Regions from separate parts of the Ovis aries genome. Here region 1 is linked to region 2. The links are chromatin contacts, called in public Hi-C maps. All regions are on one chromosome and are shown on one strand. Each heading gives the region's core, a stretch centred on a gene start, on an enhancer-like site or on the middle of the called end of the contact. The rest is flanking DNA. Distances are from core to core; before and after follow the strand shown.

Region 1 (2,700 bases), core at 39-2,538, 710 kb after region 2:
CTCAGTGTGACCACTCACTCGAGGTGCCATTCATTCACTCTGCACCCCCTGCAGTCTGGCTTGTGCCCTTGTGAAGGCCCCCAGTGCTCTTCTAATGACAAACTCCAATGGGCGTTTTCCAGTCTTTGTTTTGCGATGCATTTCTGGGGCATTTGGCAACACGGATTGTGCACACTGCTGCTCCCCCAAGGTAACAGCATCTTTCCCAGTTAGTCTCACTCATTTCTGTTTCTTCTTAACCACAGGCTCCTCTCTCTGCACCCACCACTCACATGCGTATATTCCCTAGGTGTCTGTTTCCAGCTCACTGCTTCTCATTACAGCTACTCTTCTTGGGCGAATTTATCTCCTCTCTGGAGTTCAACTACCACCTGTATGCTAATGACTCTCTAATTCGATCTCCTACTCAGATTCCTTCCCCAAGCTTCAGACTCACCAATTCCATTACCTGTCAGGTGCCTTCCCTGGGGACTCATCAGACTTTTCAGATTGGAGTTTTCAAAAACCAAGCAGCACATCCCTCCAAACTCAGTCTCTGTTGTGTCTCCACCTCTTTACCCGGTGATCCAGGTTATAAAATAATAGCCTTAACGCTTCTGTCTTTCTTACCCTCTTCATCTAACTGATCATTACATTCTGCTGGTTTCCCCTCCCTTGATTCCTTAAAATCCATCCTCCCATCTGCCAGTGCTCCTGTTATCAAATGTTCCTTCTCTTCCTGGATTGGCACAGCCACCTCAACTGGCTTCCTGGTTTCTAGACTTGCTGCCCTCAATTCTGCTCAATTCAGAGCTACCTCAGTAATCCACGCGAAACACAAGTCTGACCCCGTCCCTGTCTGCTTCCTGGAATCTACACGAGCAAGTTCAGCTTCCCTTCCGGGCGCACACGGCCCTCTGTGGCCGGCTCTTGCCTAATTCTCAGGCCTTGGCTCCTTCCACTTGGATTCCAGCAGCAGCCAACCGGTGGTGGTTCCTTGTACACATCTCATTTTCCCTCTATTCTTTGCTTCTGCTTTTAAAATGAAGTGTCAGGCTGGTATTATAAGGGAAGTTTCAAGTTCATCTGCTATTAAATATTAGAGGCTCTGTGCTTGGGGAGGGAGGAAAGAGAAAAGACTCACAGTTACATTCTCATTTCAGCCCCTTTCTCCCCCACACAGACAAAAAGTATACCAGGCTTGCTAGATTTGTGGGTTCTACTCATTTAAAGCTGCTAATAAGTATTTCAGTCCCCGCTCGGTTTTCACGCCAGGCTGTTCTTCCAAACTGAGGAGACTCTTGTTTGTTACGAAGAGTGTGCTGCCCTCTAGAGGTGGCTTTCAGAGACAGAGCAGATACCCACACAACGAACACATTCTACAGCTTCCCCTGTGAAGGGACTTCATAGTAAGACCTGTACTATTACTGCTGTTTGTCCAAAATGTGCTTTCCCCAGTTGCATCATTTTGATTCACAGAATCTTTATGTGCTTCCATAATAGGGTTTGGGGATAAAGCACAGGGTGTGCCTCCAGGGTCGCTCAATTTGGAGTTAGAGAACTCAAGTTCCAGTTCAAGTTGTTCCACTAAAGCCTCCGAACTTAGATCTCTGACCTGTTAAAGAAGGAGTGCAAGACCTCATCCAGAAAACTGAATTATCTGAAATTATATTTTGGCAAAAAAACTAGGAACAGACTTACCAATAAGTACTTGTTATACACTAAGTATATACAAGGCACTAGGCTAAGAGCGGCTTTGCAGAGGTTATGTATTTACATTTGATCTCTAGACAGTTAAATGAAAAATATTTGAAAAGAATCTGGAAGACATTCAAGGCTTCAATTTAAATGGAGGAGTTTAACCCTGACCCTGAAAATAAAACTGAGCTAAAACAAATTAAAACTTACTCTGAGGTTTCCAAGAGTCTATTACAATATGAAAACAGGAGTTAATCACACAACCACACACACACACACACACACACACACACACACACACACACACACACACACACTTTAATTTGTCAGTAAGCTCTGGTGTAAACTACCTTTAGCCTGATCTTCCCTCCTCTGTTTTCAACCAAAAGAAGAAAAAGGATGTCTTTCATTTAATGACTGAACCAACTGTGATTTCTCTATATCTGTGTAATGACGACTGAAGATGGGTTAAAATTATATTTATTACCTTACAATGGCAGTGGACTCCTGAGAATTTCTTTGAAGTTTCCCCGAGAAAGGGAAAAATGATTAAGACACCATTTGTGTTCATAATCAGATTGGGAAGAAGAGGCCACAAAGCCCAGCGCACAGTAGCTGGGAGACGAGGGGTCTGTGTTCTTGTGAATCCCCTAGGGGTGGGCGCCAGGTGAGTCCTCTGTGTCGCGGGGAGCCGCATCTGTATGCTGTGCCTACAGTCCTGCTTCTGTGCTGTGTGATGCCCATGCTCCCTTTGGCATCTGCCTCTTTAGGTGGGAGATGCCGCCAAGGTCAAAGCTGGCCTGCTGTGCCGGGAGACCGGTAAGGCTGATTGAGTGGATGGAATCTTCTTCTCAGTTACATGTCTTGGCGTCTTTGGACATGACTTCTCACATCAAGCCCATCATTTTCCCTCTCTTCATCAGTTTTACTCTCTGTAAACTGCTGACGTCCTGTGGACAGTGTCGGAGAGAGGTACCTAAGAGAGTATCCCAAACATTTTGAACACATACAAGGCGCTCTTAC
Region 2 (2,700 bases), core at 169-2,668:
CTCTGACATATGCACTAACGTGTAAAAGAGATAACTGGTGAAAATTTGCCATATAACACAGTAAGCCCACCTTGACGCTCTGTGAAGACCTAGAGGGGTGGGAAGTGGGGATGGATGGGATGCTCAAGAACGTCGGCATATGCGTGTAATATGGCTGATTTTTATAAAGCAGTTTTCCTCCAGTTAAAAATATAAAAACCTATCAGACTCATCTAGCTTCCAACTTTGAACACATGCACGTGTGTGGGTTTTTTGTTTTGTTTTTTCCTCACAGAAACATAAATAGAAAAAAACAAAGTTGCAAAGTTCAAAAGATGAGAGTGAAACCCATCTCCTCCCCCCCCAAGTTTAAAGACCCAATTTTTTAAGCTTATGTGCATATATCTACATTATTTGTATCTAGAGAAATAACTTTTATTTACCCCCAAAGAAAGCATACTACACAGTATTCCATACTTTGTAACAAATTCATTCATTACATCATGAACCGTGCTGGTGAGTATGTGGTTAGAAAGTAATTCACATGTCTACATTGTATTTAACCACTTCCCAGCTGAGGCTCATTTGAGCTCTTGTCACTTTTCTGGCAATAAACACCATTATACATTATATGCTGGAGAAGGCGATGGCACCCCACTCCAGTACTCTTGCCTGTAAAACCCCATGGGCGGAGGAGCCTGGTAGGCTGCAGTCCATGGGGTCGCTAAGAGTCGGACACGACTGAGCGACTTCACTTTTCCCTTTCATGCATTGGAGAAGGAAATGGCAACCCACCCCAGTGTTCTTGCCTGGAGAATCTCAGGGACGGCGGAGCCTGGTGGCCTGCCGTCTCTGGAGTCGCACGGAGTCGGACACGACTGAAGCGACTTAGCAGCAGTAGCATACATTATATGCATCGTGATGAACTCCTATTAAATATTTTTGTGAGGTAAATTTCTGGAAGACAGACTCCGGGTGAGTTCAATAAACACCATTATACATTGACTATATGCATCATGACAAACTAAATATTTTATGAGGTAAATTTCTAGAAGACAGACCCTGAGTGAGTTCAATAAACACCATTATACATAGATTATACGCATCGTGACGAACTCTAGTAAATATTTTTATGAGGTAAATTTCTAGAAGGAAAACCCCCGGGTGAGTTCAAAATCTAGATAAATGTGATGAGCTCAGCAAACGTTTTAAAATGAAGTGGGGGAGCCCACGTCGGTAAAACACACGATTGAGACGGTCAGCTCAGAGGTCCCGGCGGAGCGCGGCGAGCCGGCGGCCGCGGTCAGGCAGGGTCAGCAGCCCGCGACGCCTCAGAGGCCGCCCCGGGGGCGGGCGCGCTCGGGTCACGTGGGCGGTGGCGCCCCGCCCCGCCCGGTCACGCGGAGCGCCACGCGGCCGCCGGCTTCCCTGGCCGGTTCAGTATCCTCACGCGGCGGCGCTGCGGCCGGGTCTCGCGGAGGTGGGGCAGGGACTCAGGGAAGGTAAGTTCTGTTCCCGGCGCGGGCCTGGGCGGCCTCTCGCGGGGCGGGGCTCGCGAGACTAGCCACTTCCGGCCGGGCGGCGGGCCCGGGGCTCGGGCTTCCGGTGGCGCAGGAGACTGGGGGTGGGTTCGCGGTTGCAGTGCTGCATTTCATCCTGGGTCTTCTGAGCGCTGCGGTCCCGCCGCCCTAGACGCAGCTCTCCTTAACGATGAACCCCCAGCACAGGCTTCTGCCCGGGCACTGCGGGCCCATCGAGCTTGTTCACCGTCAAGGCTGGTCCTCACTCCGGACCTGCAGCTTCCGTTCAGTTCAGTTGCTCAGTCGTGTCCGACTCTTTGCGACCCCATGGACTGCAGCACGCCAGGCTTCCCCGTCCATCACCAACTCCTGGAGTTTACTCAAACTCATGTCCACTGAGTGGGTGATGCCATCCAACCATCTCATCCTCTGTCATCCCTTTCTCCTGCCTTCAATCTTTCCAGCATCAGGGTCTTTTCAAATGAGTCAGTTCTTTGCATCAGGTGGCCAAAGTATTGGAGTTTCAGCTTCAGCATCACTCCTTCCAATGAATATTCAGGGCTACTTTCCTTTAGGATGGACTGATTGAATCTCCTTGCAGTCCAAGGGACTCTGAAGAGTCTTCAATACCACAGTGAAAAAGCATCAGTTCTGTGCTCAGCTTTCTTTATAGTCCAGCTCTCACATGCATACATGATTACCGGAAAAACCATAGCCTTGACTAGACGGACCTTTGTTGGCAAAGTAATGTCTCTGCTTTTTAACAGCCGCTTCCCTGGTCCATTTTTTAACAAGCTTTCCTGGCATTTGGCTTCCCTCATAGCTCAGTTGGTAAAGAATCCGCCTGCAATCTTCAGGAGACCCTGGTTCGTATTCCTGTGTCGGGAAGGTCCACTGGAGAAGAAATAGGCTAGCCAGTATTCTTGGGCTTCCCGGGTGGCTCAGCAGGTAAAGAATCCGTCCACAATGCGGGAGACCTGGGTTCGATCCCTGGGTTGCAAAGATCTCCTGGAGAAGCGAAAGGCTACCCGCTCCAGTATTCTGGCCTGAAGAATTCTAAAGAATCGGAGAGGACTGAGCGACTTTCACTTTTCTTAGCATTTGTGCTCTGAAATGTATGAAACTTGCCCCAGGGTTGCCGCAGCCCCAGCCGTCTTGGGTATCCGACTCCTGAAGTCTGCAGGCAGAATGATCACCCATG

Evidence for each region. Hi-C and Micro-C count contacts between places; a contact is called where the count stands out from the background.
Region 1: a contact with region 2 is called in a Hi-C map of tail adipose tissue, with 5 times the contacts expected there. The contact joins the enhancer-like site here to the promoter of RFESD in region 2. A contact is called at or near these places in 5 of 16 Hi-C or Micro-C datasets (liver, muscle, skin fibroblasts and 1 more).

Annotation. Positions count from the first base shown.
Region 1 is chr5:93,313,848-93,316,547 of ARS-UI_Ramb_v3.0, forward strand. No RefSeq gene overlaps it. Among named protein-coding and RNA genes, the nearest start is that of TRNAC-ACA, 100 kb to the left of the region's middle. Within about 2 kb of position 1,289, at least 9 of the 54 cell types and tissues checked have an H3K27ac peak or open chromatin away from gene starts, as enhancers often do. A contact at or near this core is called in liver and tail adipose tissue, where this site is marked.
Region 2 is chr5:92,606,418-92,609,117 of ARS-UI_Ramb_v3.0, forward strand. RFESD (Rieske Fe-S domain containing) reads left to right here and starts at 1,419. Exons shown (of 5, transcript XM_060416026.1): 1 at 1,419-1,481.